Regions from separate parts of the Hordeum vulgare genome. Here region 2 is linked to region 1. A link is a contact called in public Hi-C data. All regions are on one chromosome and are shown on one strand. The core of a region is the stretch at or near the end of the contact, and the rest is flanking DNA. Distances in the headings are between cores, read along the strand shown. Region 1 holds the start of LOC123442870 (guanosine nucleotide diphosphate dissociation inhibitor 1). Region 2 holds the start of LOC123442880.

Evidence for each region. A called contact is a pair of places that touch in the nucleus more often than the background predicts.
Region 2: a Hi-C map of leaf shows a contact between it and region 1, with 2.4 times the contacts expected there. The contact joins the promoter of LOC123442880 here to the promoter of LOC123442870 in region 1. A contact is called at or near these places in 3 of 6 Hi-C or Micro-C datasets (leaf and seedling) and 1 of 1 datasets of contacts at active chromatin or transcription factors (embryo).

Annotation. Positions count from the first base shown.
Region 1 is chr1H:431,489,769-431,496,660 of MorexV3_pseudomolecules_assembly, reverse strand. It overlaps LOC123442870 (guanosine nucleotide diphosphate dissociation inhibitor 1), which reads left to right and starts at 3,487. Exons shown (of 13, transcript XM_045119043.1): 1 at 3,487-3,808; 2 at 4,489-4,551; 3 at 4,744-4,827; 4 at 6,074-6,181; 5 at 6,332-6,504. The coding sequence starts at 3,722.
Region 2 is chr1H:431,824,848-431,831,739 of MorexV3_pseudomolecules_assembly, reverse strand. LOC123442880 reads left to right here and starts at 3,402. Exons shown (of 7, transcript XR_006630538.1): 1 at 3,402-3,665; 2 at 4,108-4,200; 3 at 4,814-5,027; 4 at 5,292-5,365.

The sequences.
Region 1 (6,892 bases), core at 2,238-4,737:
CACAAAAAGCATTCCTCCGGTGTCAGTGAGTTATATGATCTCATGGTCATAGGAACAAATACTTGACACGCAGAAAACAATAGCAACAAAATGACACGATCAATATGCTACGTCTATTAGTTTGGGTCTAGTCCATCACGTGATTCTTCTAATGACGTGATCCAGTTATCAAGCAACAACACCTTGTTCATAATCAGAAGACCCTGACTATCTTTGATCAACTGGCTAGCCAACTAGAGGCTTGCTAGGGACAGTGTTTTGTCTATGTATCCACACATGTATATAAGTCTTCATTCAATACAATTATAGCATGGATAATAAACGATTATCTTGATACAGGAATTATAATAATAACTATATTTATTATTGCCTCTAGGGCATAATTCCAACAAATACATGTGTGGGTACATACACAACACTATATCCGTAGTGAGCCTCTAACGGACTATCTCGTTGATCAAAGATGGTCAAGGTTTCCTGGCCATAGACATGAGTTGTCATTTGATAACGGGGTCACATCATTAGGAGAATGATGTGATGGACAAGACCCAAACTATGAATATAGCATATGAAAGTGTGAGTTTATTGCTATTGTTTTTTTGCATGTCAAGTATTTGTTCCTATGACCATGAGATCACGCAACTCACTAACACCGGAGGAGTACCTTGTGTGTATCAAACGTCGCAATGTAACTGGGTGACTATAAAGGTACTCTACAGGTATCTTCGAGGGCATTTGTTGAGTTGGCATGGATCAAGACTCGGATTTGTTACTCCGTGTGATGGAGAGGTATCTAAGGGCCCACTCGGTAATACAATATCACAGCAAGCTTGCAAACAATGTGACCAAAGAGTTAGTCACGGGATCTTGTATTACGAAACGAGTAAAGAGACTTGTCGGTAACGAGATTGAACTAGGTATAGAGATACCGACGATCAAATCTCGGGCAAGTAACATACCGATGGACAAAGGGAACTGTATACGAGATTGAATGAATCCGTGACATCGTGGTTCGACCGATAAAGATTTTCATAGAATATGTAGGAGCCAATATGGACATACAGGTCCCACTATTAGTTATTGGTCGGAGAATGTCTCGGTCATGTCTGCATAGTTCTCGAACCAGTAGGGTTTGCACACTTAAGGTTTGGTGACGATTTAGTATTAATGAGTTATGTGTGATGGTAACCGAAAGTTGTTCGGAGTCCTGGATGAGATCCAGTACGTCAAGAGGAGCTTCATAATGGTTTGGAGGTAAAGATTGATATATAGGAAGCTGGTATTCATGCTCCGAAAAGGTTTCGGAATATGTCGGTTTTGTGACGGGAGTACCAGAAGTGTTCCAGGGGGTCCACCTACCCCGGAGGGCCCCATGGGCTGTGAGAGGGGGCGTGCCAGCCCCTGGTGGGCTGCCAGCCCCTCCCACCAAGGCCCATGCGGCAGGAGGTGGGGGATAAGCCCACAAAGGGCCCGACCACCCTTGCCTTGGGTGGAAAGGCACCCTAGGGCCGTCGCGCCCCACCCCTTGGTCGCCGCCCCCAAGGGGGGAGCCCTAGGCCGAACTGGCCACCCCTCCTCTCCTCATATATATATATATATATATATATATATATATATATATATATATATATATATATATATATGAGAGGGGAGAGAGGGATGCAACACACACGCCACGACGCAACCTCTCCCTCTCCCTCTAGATCATCTCCTTCTCTTGATATTTCGGTAGTGCTTGGCGAAGCCCTGCCGGGACAGCTACACCACCACCACCGTTACACCGTCGCGCTGCCGGAGAACTCATGTACCACTCCGTCCTCGCTTGCTAGATCGATGAGGTGGAGACGTCATCAAGCTGTATGTTTGTTGAACGCAGAGGTGCCGTCAGTTCGGCACTTGATCGGGAGTTCGTGTGATGGATCGTGATTGGATCTCAAAGACGTACCACTACATCAACCGCGTTCTTTAATGCTTCCACTTAGTGATCTACAATGGTATGTAGATACAGTCTCTCCTCTTAGATGTGCATCTCCTAGATTGATCTTGGTGAGCGTAGATTTTTTTTCCATGCAGCGTTCCCCAACGAGGAGACCACTCTAAAAACACAATTATGGGAGATTTTTGATATATGTCAACAAAGAAACAATAATGTTGCTCAGGTTTGGGATGGTTTGGAGTTGAGGTTGACTTTTAACAGATGTGTGGATGAGAGACTTATGGGTATGTGGCAAGAGCTTTTGGTGGTAATTGCCAATTACATTCCAAATGGTGGAGATGATAAACTTTTTGGAAGCTAGAACATAATGGTATATACTTTGTAAAATCTTTCTATAACATCATTAATTGGGGAGGGGGTTATACCCCTATTTGGAAAAAATTCTGGAAAATCAATGTTCCTAATAGATATTTGGTGTTTATTTGGCTGGCTTACTACAATAAAATCCCAACTAGGGATAATTTTGGAAAGAGACAACATATAAAAGATGAAACATGTTTGTTGTGTAGTGATAAGGAAACTGTGCATCACCTTCTCTTTGGTTGAGTTGTTGCTAGAGTCGTTTGGCATGATATTATTGATGCTTTTGATTTTATTCAACCAAACAATATGAAGGAATATTCTGCTTTGTGGAATGCTAATAATAGGGAAAGTGCGATAAATATTGTTTGTGTTGCTACTATTTGGAGCATTTGGTCTATGATTAACAGAATATGTTTTCAGGGCGTTCTATGGATAAGTACTCAGGTTGTCCTCGGGACGACTAGTTCATCTATTCATCAATGGAAGATTATGTGCAAAGGGGACCAATCGGTCATGCTGCGGCGCTGTCTCCGCCTCCTGGACCATCGAAGAGGAGAGCTACTTCGCATCGCCTGGAGATGAGGGGCCGAGGTGGAGATGATGCTGGATCCGAAGGCTGTTTCCTAAGGGCGCACACTCGATGATCTTGTTGCACCCAACCCCGGGACGAAAAAAGACTCTTCATTGTTTGCTGCTAGGGTGTTGGCTTTGCTTCAGTTTTGGTTATGTGTAATAGGATCTAGTTCTCGCGTCCTCGGCTGGCTGGAATTTTTAACCTTTTTTGTTCAAAAAAAAGAATGCGATGTCGGACTAACGAAGCGAGGGAGTGGTGCACTGTGTAGGAAACACGCCTACCAAAAATGCGAACCTAGTAGCCTTTAAAAAAAATGCAAACCTAGTGATTTTGTGGATAGTGTCTTAATTTATTTTTTTCACGGTGAATGTCAAACGTAAATCAGCCTAGCGCACATCTCAAAAAAACACAAATCAGCCTAGCTCAGAAAGAGTTGACAGACCAGAGACCACAGAACAGCTAGCCCAGAAACCGGCCCACATGCGTTACCTCTGCGGCGTGCCGTCATGTGCTCAACCCATACCGCCCCGCATGGCCGAAAGCAAAAAAAGAAGCAAAATAAATAAATAAATCAGTAGATAAAGGCCCCCGGACGCGCAAATAGCGCATTGTCCCAGGGACCTGTGCGCCAAAACGCCGTGCCGTGTTTCTGGCGATCGGCATCGCACGCACGCACCTGGCACCTCCCTCGCCCGGATTCCCTCCCACCGCTCTTTTAGCACCTGCCCCCCGTTGCTTGCGTCCAACTCAACTCCACTCCCCCGCCTCCTCCCCTCTCCCATCTGCTCTGCTCTGCTCTGCTCGTCCCTACCTGCGATCGCCGCGGCCACCAGCCAGCCAGGCCCGCCATGGACGAGGAGTACGACGTGATCGTGCTGGGCACGGGGCTCAAGGAGTGCATCCTCAGCGGCCTCCTCTCCGTCGACGGCCTCAAGGTGAAGCCCGCCTCCCCCTGCCGATCGATCTGTGTGCCTTTCCCCGTTCCAGCCGCCTGCCGTGCCGTCGCTCGCTCAGCTCCCGTGCTGGGGTTTCGCGTGCTTTCCGACGGGGCCCGCGCGCTCGGTGGCCGCGTGGGGTGGTTGCTGCTGCTTCCAGGTAGTAGATCGGGCGATGGTGCTGGCATCCGGCTTGATCCGGACCCGATGCCGGCAGATGGGCGATTGTTTCGGCTGCCACACCGTGTCCCTCTCTTGTTGGTGGTAGGAACTGTTGCGAAACTTAGTCGGTCGTTCGACTTGGGGGAGGCAGCCTGTAGTGATGTGGAGGTAGGGACGCAGGGCCATGGCTGAATCGGAAGGTAAACTGCAGTGACGGCGACCCCAGCCGTGGTCTCCCAGTTCATGCTAGTAGATGTGATCCATGCTTGTAAGGCGCGGGTATGAGTTTGCAAAGCTGGGGTACATCAGTTAGTGAGGAAAAAGGGAGGGCGTATTTTGAGTTTGTTGTGGCGTGACATGCTTACCCATTTGGAAGCATGCTCTTTTATGCTGTATTAATTAGGTGAGATACTGCTGATCTAAAAGTGACGGGATGCTCGAAACATGTTGTAGTCTGAAGGGGTGCAAAAATGTTGATATTGCTAAATGTGTTCTAAGTCTTCTTTTGCTTTTTGCAGGTTTTGCACATGGATAGAAATGACTACTACGGAGGAGATTCCACCTCCCTCAACTTGAATCAGGCAAGCAACTATATGTCTCTATCGAGTGGTTTAAGCTAAGATTGCAACCACCTAGAATCATGGGTACTTTTTGAAAACATTTATATATGAACAAAAGCCACTCAGTCTGTTTTGGTATTTGATATGATTGATTTATTCTTGTAGTTGTTTTTTTAGTTATATCTCTTTAATGTTTGCATGTGTTGTCAACAGCTCTGGAAGAAGTTTAGGGGGGAAGATAAACCACCGGCGCATTTAGGTGCCAGCAGAGACTACAATGTAGACATGGTTCCAAAGGTGTGGCATGCCCCTTTTGATTAAATCCATCCTTGTGTGCCGCACATATTAACTGACTATACAATATATGAACTCTTTTCCTTGCAAAAATATTTATAAACTTATTTGTTGTTCAGTCGAGTGATTTAGCAATAAGGAAAACCATTGGCGTATGACCAGTAAATAGCCTTTCAAACATGGTTACCACGGTTGCTGCAACAGCCTTTGAAAGCCCCAGCTGAGGTTTGAAATTGATGACAATCGGTGAGGATTTGGTGTCCGGTTCATAGATGGGTGCCAAACCAATGAAATCAAGATAGAATGGAAGATGGGAGGTTATGATTTCTTCCAGCTGCCATCTGCCACTAATATGGTTCTGAGGCAGCAGAAGGCTGGGAGATAGGTTATGGCACTACGTATCTTTAGAAGGTTGCGTCGCTACTTTATGGTTCCCCTCCTAACTAAAGGGTTGCCGCTGTGCTGGATGGGCTGATCAGGCCCATGTGTCATGTTTTCTCCTTCTTTTAATGTGGATGTTCTCTAGTATGACCTTTCTGCCTAAATATCTGGTGTGCATATTGCATCTTCATCTTTTTTCTCTGAATCGGAGATGTACATTATACACCTATTAGGGAACCCAGCTTTTGTAAGTGGCGAATGCATTGATCCGCGAATCTGGTAACCATGGTTCTAAAAGCAGATTGGGGAGTGATGTGTGGGCCTGATAGAGTATTTCAAGCAGATAGAGGATGCAACCTCGCCTCTCATCTATATGGCAGAAAGTTATGGAACTTACCATGTATATAGGGGCAGTAGTACATCATGTCTCAGGGTAATAGAGCACTCAAGATAACTGTCGAAGTTACAAAAAACGAATTGGTCCTCGGTAAATTTAGCATCATACTAGTAGGTATCAATGGCTTTGCGACTTCTTGAAGAGGCTTGTGGCCAAGAAGTACTTTCCTTGCATTTTTTTGCTTCATTTTAGTGCGACTCATTTGCATGCAGTTTTGACCAATAACCGTCCAACTCTCGCCCTATGTTGGAACCTTTATCACAACTCCACAATCCTGATAGTGTTTCCCATTACTTGTTTGTTTTGTACTATTGTTATTATTGTTCTTTTTGCAAGAAACTTGTGGTTTTGTTAACAATACACAGATGATGGGTTCAGAGTATGAAGTGGTATAAGCCTACAGGCTACATGTAATATTTTGAGATATAAACGCTTGATAAAAACAATATCTCTCTTTCTATATCCGACCAGTTTATGATGGCGAATGGAACTTTGGTTCGTACTCTCATTCACACTGATGTGACGAAGTATCTGTCTTTCAAAGCTGTTGATGGAAGCTATGTCTTCAGCAAAGGGAAGGTATTGCTTTAGCTTACCCGCATACCTCCCATCTTGTATGGACGGCACCTCTGTTGGATTCGTCATAAGCCATTCTTTCATCTCATGTATTCTAACACCACTATTCATACTAGTCACCTGCATTTTGTTGCTGTGTTGCATTTCCATCAGATTCACAAGGTTCCTGCCACTGACATGGAGGCTCTAAAATCCCCTTTGATGGGCATATTTGAGAAACGTAGAGCAAGGAACTTCTTCATTTATGTCCAAGATTACAATGATGCTGATCCAAAAACACATCAAGGATTGGACCTTACAAGGATGACAACTAGAGAATTGATCGCGTAAGTATCCCATCTGTTAATGCCATCAATGCTATATCAGATTTTTTGGGGGGAGGGGGCGGGGGGTTGGTAAAAAGGACTATATAAGGTAGTTGCGTATTCTGTTGAGTAGCTGAAATCTACAAAAGCTAGTTCTGTCAATCTCATTTGGTAGGAAAGAATGCATGCTTGTTCTAATTACACATGCATCTTTTGCATTACCTTGGTTCTTTTTTCCTTCTTTTTTTCAGAAGTAGGGATTGGTTTAATAATTTTCTCTCTTTTGAGAAAACGGTAGACTTACAGAACATTTGATTTAGTATCATGTACTGCTCTGCACTTTACATTAAAAGTGGAAGGGTATCCCTTGTTACCTTCTGCACTGCAAGTAATCTTTTTTTTTGTTATT
Region 2 (6,892 bases), core at 2,153-4,652, 340 kb before region 1:
AGGATGAGGGGTCCCATCCCCACTGTAAATCAGGGGAGAGAAGAATTAGTAAGTAAACCTCTGTAAGTTTTTGTAGGCCTAGCATTATTGTGTGTCTCTCACGCTTCTATTTCATTTTTTTTTTCTTTTTTGCGTGAGCGGTGAGAGGGTGGGTCGTTGTGCAGTAGATTTTTTTTTGCTTTCGAGAGGCTGGACCGATATACTGAGATGTTGAACGCGGTATTCCTTTTCACTTTTTTGTTGTTATTATATCCCTGGGCTATACGTACGTGCATGCATGGAGATGAGCTGAAACGGTAGGTTGCAGCTGCGGCTGCAAGGCCGGCCTTCAGTAATAGGAGTACTATAAGCTGCGATCGGCAAAGAGAGAGAGAGAGAGAGAGATAAGCTGAAACAAGGTGAGCTTTGTTTGCATATTGTTCTCACGTGGTTGTTATCATTATTTTATTTTTTGTTTTTTCCTTTCCTTTACTTTTTTTATCTTTATAAGAAAATACCTTTTGTTTTAATGATTTATATATATAAACACCTTGTAACTAATTTATAACTAGATAAAATTTATCATTTTTTTCTCTGTTCTTCTTTTTCCATTTTCCATTTTGTTGAAACTAAGCTAGCTGAGTTTTAACTATGGCCTCGATCACTTTTCTAGCCCCCTGATCATCACACTAAGATTCGTGATGGCTTTCGTTCCTTATCATGGGAGCGACGGTGCGCGGCTCGTCTCTTACGAGAGAAAGCGCATGTGCATGTGTTCTATGAGGAATTTTGATTATTTGCAAGAGCTGAGCTATGTGGGCTTCCTTTTTCTTTTCTTTGTCTGTCAAAAAAGGAAAGATGGGGATCGAAAGATGCAACTCTCCTTCACTATAGCGTTCAGGTGTAAGCTCGTTTTTTCGCGTTAGGGATATGCTCTTTGTAAAGACTTATTTTACCTCTGACATGATTAATTGTTTTTTCTTATGGAATTCTTATTATTTCACTATACGTAGAACGAGTAGAATATTGTTTCTATATTTTCTATTTTCTCCCAGATATGATGCCAGTTTGGTCATCATGCACAAAAAGGGGAATTAGGGGTTTGATTACGTTTTCATTACTGTTACCATTTCTCTTGCCAAACACCCCCTAAGATTCAACAATGTTACTTCCACTCCCTTCTCGTGCAAAGATCTTCCAGAGCACAAAAATCATGTTCTACCCTCGAGCTCATTTGAGCTCGGGATGAACAGTAAAATTGATAATAAATGGAAAACATATCAATTTTTTCTGATTTTTTTGGTGCAATCATTGACAAAAGTTCTCACTCCTTGCAAAATTTCATCAAAAATGACATTCTTAGAACTCATGAACAAAAAAAAGTACTTCAAAATGTTATTGAAATAACCCTTTTGGAGCATCATTTTTTTTCAATGACTTCCACTAATGTTATTTTTGACGAATTTGGTGAGCACTGAAAACTTTTGTCAATGTTTAGATAAAAAAATATCAATTTTTTTGAATTATTTGATGGTACTGTTCACCCGAGCTCATTTGAGCTCAGGCTCAAAAACATCACGTCCTCCATAGCACAAATTCAAACATGTAAGCCATTTCAAAAAAGAAGAAGGGCGCAAACCATTTCAACTTGTTTTTTGGGAGCTCCTACCTGTCGCATTCTGCGGCAGGGAGTTGCTCGAGAACATAGGGTGGTCGTCCGACTCGGCCGGCCTAGTTCTTTTTGTTTTTTGTTTTTTTCCTTTTCTTCTTATTTCCTTTCTTCTTTTTTGGTTTGTTGTTTCTTTTCTTTTTTCTTTTTTTGTTTTTATATAAAAACGAATAAATGTTGAATTTACCAATTATTTTTTGAAAAAGATGAACATTTTCTAAAACGGAGAACAAATTTAGAAGCACGAATAAGTTTTTTAAACATGAACATTTTTTGAATCCCGAGAACAAAAAATTTCAAAACCCCGAACAAATTTGGAAGCACGAACAATTTTTTAAAGCACGAACATTTTTTGAATCTTGAGACAATATTTTGAAACCGAGAATAACTTTGAAAAATAGCTAACAAATTTGGAAGCGCGAACAATTTTTTAAAGCACAACATTTTTTGAATCTTGAGAACAAAAATTTGAAATGGTGAACAATTTTAAAAAACACCAAACAAATTTGGAAGCACGAACAATTTTGAATATTTTTAAAACGGAGAACAAATTTGGAAGCGTGAATAATTTTGAACATGTTTTAAAACTGGGAACAAATTTGGAAGCGCGAACAAATATTTAAAGCACGAACATTTTTTGAATCTTGAGAACAAAATTTTAAACTGAGAACAATTTTGAAAAACTGTGGACAAATTTGGAAGCACGAACAATTTCTTAAAGCATGACCATTTTTTGAATCTTAAAAATAAAATTTTGAAACGGAGAACAATTTTGTAAAACCCCAAACAACTTTGAATGCACGAACATTTTTTGAATCTTGAGAACAAATTTTGAAACCGAGAACAATTTTGAAAAATCCTGAACAAATTTGAAAGCGCGGAGTATTTTTGAAAGCACGAACATTTTTTGAATCCTGAGAACAAAATTTTGAAACAAAGAACATTTTGGAAAATCCCCGAACAAGTCTTGAAGCGCGAACAATTTTTTAAAGCATGAACATATTCTGAATCTTGAGAACAAAGTTTGAATCCGAAAACAAATTTGAAAAATCCTAAACAAATTTGGAAGCATGAAAAAAATAAAACACGACCACTTTTTAAATCTTGAGAACAAAATTTTGAAACAGAGAACAATTTTGAAAAACTCCAAACAAATTTGGAAGCGCGAACAATTTTTATTGCACGAACATTTTTGAATCTTGAGAATAAATTTTTGAAACAGAGAACAATTTTGGAAAACACCAAATAAATTTGGAAGGTCCAACATTTTTTGAAATTATGAATATTTCTAATTAGAACTTTAAGAAAGAAAACAAAATCATTTGTTGTATGTGAAGAAGAAAATTTGAAAATTCAGAACATTTTTTGAAAATTCAGAATATTTTTTGAAACAGAAATAGAAAAGATAAAAAAGAAAAAGAAAATAAAAAAACGGTTCAGTAATAAACCTTCTAAAAGTTTCTCAAAACCGAAATTTTTTTAGCTGGAACCTCCAGAAGTTTCAAAAAACCAGGATCAGTGAAAGTCGCTAATGAGCCAGTCGATAACTCGCCGCAGCTGCAAATAGGAGATTCCTTGTTTTTTTAGGGAAACCATCTCAATTAGGCTGGCACTGTACAAATAAATCGTAACCAGGCCGGGTTCTCCTCAGGCCCAGAGCGAAACACGACCGCCGCTCGAGCCCAAAGAAATTTCCTCGCGAGGAGTCGTAACTCTACGGAATTCTCAAGAAAAAAAAAAAAAAAACAAAACTCTACGGAAACGGTCCCCGTCCTCTCGCGATTTTCTGTTCCTCTGTCGCGCGAGGCAAATCTCCCCCAGGCGTTCCCGGAGCCGGCGCCGCGGCGAGAAGCGCGCGTCCCCAGGCGTTCGTTCTCCACGCCGGCGAGACGAAGAGAGAGCAGAGGGGAAGGGCGCCTCGCCCCACGTCGATCGGCGCGCCCGGCCGCCACCGATGGATTCGGCTCGGCCCAGGAGGGTTCCCAACAAATCCCGCCGCCCGGACTGGAGAGAGGAGGTTCGTTGACTTTGTCCCATTTCCAGCCCATCTCGCCGGCGGCGCAGCTGGTTCTATGCTGCCATGCCGCACGCTGCGGCAGGCCGGAGCCTGAAGCGTGACGCTACTGTTGGATTGCTGGGTAACGGGTGCTGCCGCCATGCGCACGAGGTGTTCGGTTAATTGCCCTAGAACTATCAGTAGGGCGTCACCCGTGTCATGAAGTCAAGCATTTTTCTGCTATTTCCTTAGGAATCATGAAGTTAACCTTTTTCCTCTGCTATAGATATAGAGTAGGCTTTGAATTGAGCTGCCTGGGGTGTCATCTGCACCATAGGTTTCAGTCAACTGCCCTCGCATTGCCTATCAGTGTTGCATGCAATCTGATGGAGTAACTGTTATGTGCCTTCATCTCGTATTTCCCGTAATTTTGTCCTTATCCCCTGTTGCCTTCTACCCACAGCTTAGGGCAAATTGCATGACAAGAGTTAAAAATGAGAGAGTCCACTTGCTCTGGAAGATGAGGAACCAAGGGCAGCCACCTGCTACTGACATGGTATCTAAATATGGTGCATTCTACTTTATCATATCTTGTGCAGCTTATGTTCTTATTAAAAATAAAGGCTACAGGCTAGGCTCCTTTATATGTTATTTAGCTACCCGTTCAAGACATTGGTATAAGTTACTATTTTGAAAAGCAAAACTGAACTCAAGATTGATCAATGCCCATTACGATACCATTTCCAAACACTTGCAATGTGTTTCACCCTGCACCTGCAATCTAACCATAGATTTGAATAATTAGTAATATTAAACTTTGTGCGGTGTCTGTTAGAAATTTTCTTTGCCATACTGAACTGTTGTAGTTAAAATATGATGCAGTAACTCCACTACAAGGGCATAGAATAAATGTTAATAAGTACTCCATGATTATGCTGTTAAGAATTTCCTCATTGTCCACTACATCTCTAATTATTGATAACCTATTCCGGTTCAATTCGGTATCATTATTTCTTCAACGTTTTTTGTTCAAGTATATACATACTGAAGCTGGTCACGATAATAAAACTGAATTCACTATGACTACCCCAATTGATTAATATTTCTTGATTTTCCTTCTTTCATACATATGTCTGATCTCTGATTTATCCATATATGTCGGCTGACAGAAAACGGCTGAATCTGCAGTCAGGAACATTATCTCGGATGAGGTAAAGAAACTCAAAAGATGTGTGGATGGAAAAAAGGACCAAGAAGTTGATATGATATGGGAATATGAAGGACCACAAGAAGCTAAGCCAGCTGAATTTGAAAGCGAAGATATATTGCTTGAAATGGAAAGACTTCTTTATGAAGATCTGCGGGAAGAAATGATCCGAAAAGGTAGTTCTGTGTGTATCTTTTGCTATTTCCCGTTGATGTGCCGAACAGCTTAAGTACCCACCAGCAATCTGCTGTCCTATCTCTCTCTGGAACTTATAGCTAAAAAACCTAATCAACTTTTTATCGCATCCTTCTGCCTATATCTCTACAACCTTAGTGACAACGCATGCAATTTTATAGGCATGGCCAACGTTTTTGAATCTTCTAATCCGGATTTACTTTATATTATTTGAAAATCCTTTGCTAACAGTGTCTTTTATTTAGAAATAGAGGCCCTTGATGAGGAAGATGCATACTTAGCTCAGGCTGTTTACGATCATATGCAATTGAAGGAAGAGGTATGGTTTATTCAACATTTAGTTTATCTTTTCTTTTTAAAGTTCTCTTACGCATTTTTTTTGTATTCTTACATGATTTATTTGTATGCTATAATTTTTCTTTGTTCATCTCATTATTTGTCTTTGAATGGTTCCTTTACTTCTGTTTATCTGAGTGTGCGAAACTGCCAAATTTTCACAATTACTATCATGTGGAACTTGTAGGAAATATGTCCCAAGTAAATTGTTCAGTTTTGGGTACCCAAAATTTAGGCTCATACCTGCATCACACAGAACACCATGCAATCAGAAATAACATTACTATTTGATAGCACTGTGCGGTGAGCCGTTCGTATGTCAGAATGACATAACCAAAGTCTTGCAGTTGCATGTATTCGTTGTAGCTGCATCAATATGGATGGTTGTAATGCAGTTTATACAGTATAAAGTTTTGAATATACCTAAGCATTTTAGTGGCTTGATAAGTAGTAGTTGCAGTGAGTAAATGCAGCTAGCTTATCTAAGCTATCTACTGGGGCAGTTTATCAATGTATTTCTATTATTATTGCTACTATTCAAGCGTAATTCACATCTCACCGAAACTGATGATAAACTTGCAATGAAGGTGTGAACCTCAAGTAATAGTGGGTTATTAGATCGATTTTGTTGAGTTGATTACAGATGCAGCAGATCTTACTATTTTTTTTTGAAACACGGTCCCTTAGGGCCCGATTCATTAAAAAAGGTAGAATAGAGTTGCCCGGTTAATTACTGGAAACCCGGGCGAAAACCGTTACAGCACGCCCACATAAAAGGGCACCACGGTCGATTTGACACCCACAAGACCACACACATCGTCGAGAAGTGGACACTGTCGAGGATGCCTACAATGTCATCGTCATCACCTTTCCCCGAGCAGGCAACTCTAACTTCGCCGCTCACGACCCGTCAAGACCCCTTCGAACGAACGAAGTCTAAGGACCTTGTCGGCCATAGCCAAACAATCAACCCCAGACTTCGAGGACAGGCAGCTTCGATTTTCTGGATGCGCATCACAGGACAAAGTTGGAAGCCTTGCACCGACCTAGTGCAACGCAGCCCCCGGAGAGCACCGTCCGCTGGAAACCACCCTCATGGAGTCATCGTTGCCGCAGGGGTCTCGCCACATGCAACTCCGACTTCTCCGTCACAGTAAGAAACCAACATAAACGCATCCATTGCTGAAGTGGACTGCTGACATCAGAAGGACAAGCCGCGACCCAGCTCCGCACGTCAACACCTTTTTTGCAGCAACCGCGCTGTCGCCGCACATGAGCCATCTCAAACCTCGTTGGTTGCCAAGCCGGGCCAACATCAGGCGCCCACCACCGCTGCACCCTGACGCTGCACCAACCAAGCACCACCGGAGGGAGGGCTGCCACCCCAACCCAACCCGCCGAACCAAGTCCACCGCTGCCACAGTACCATATCCATCACCGGATCCCTCGGCCGCCATAGCCGCCACGGGAGGGCCGGATCTGGTAACCCGCCGCTGAAGCTGCCACCAAC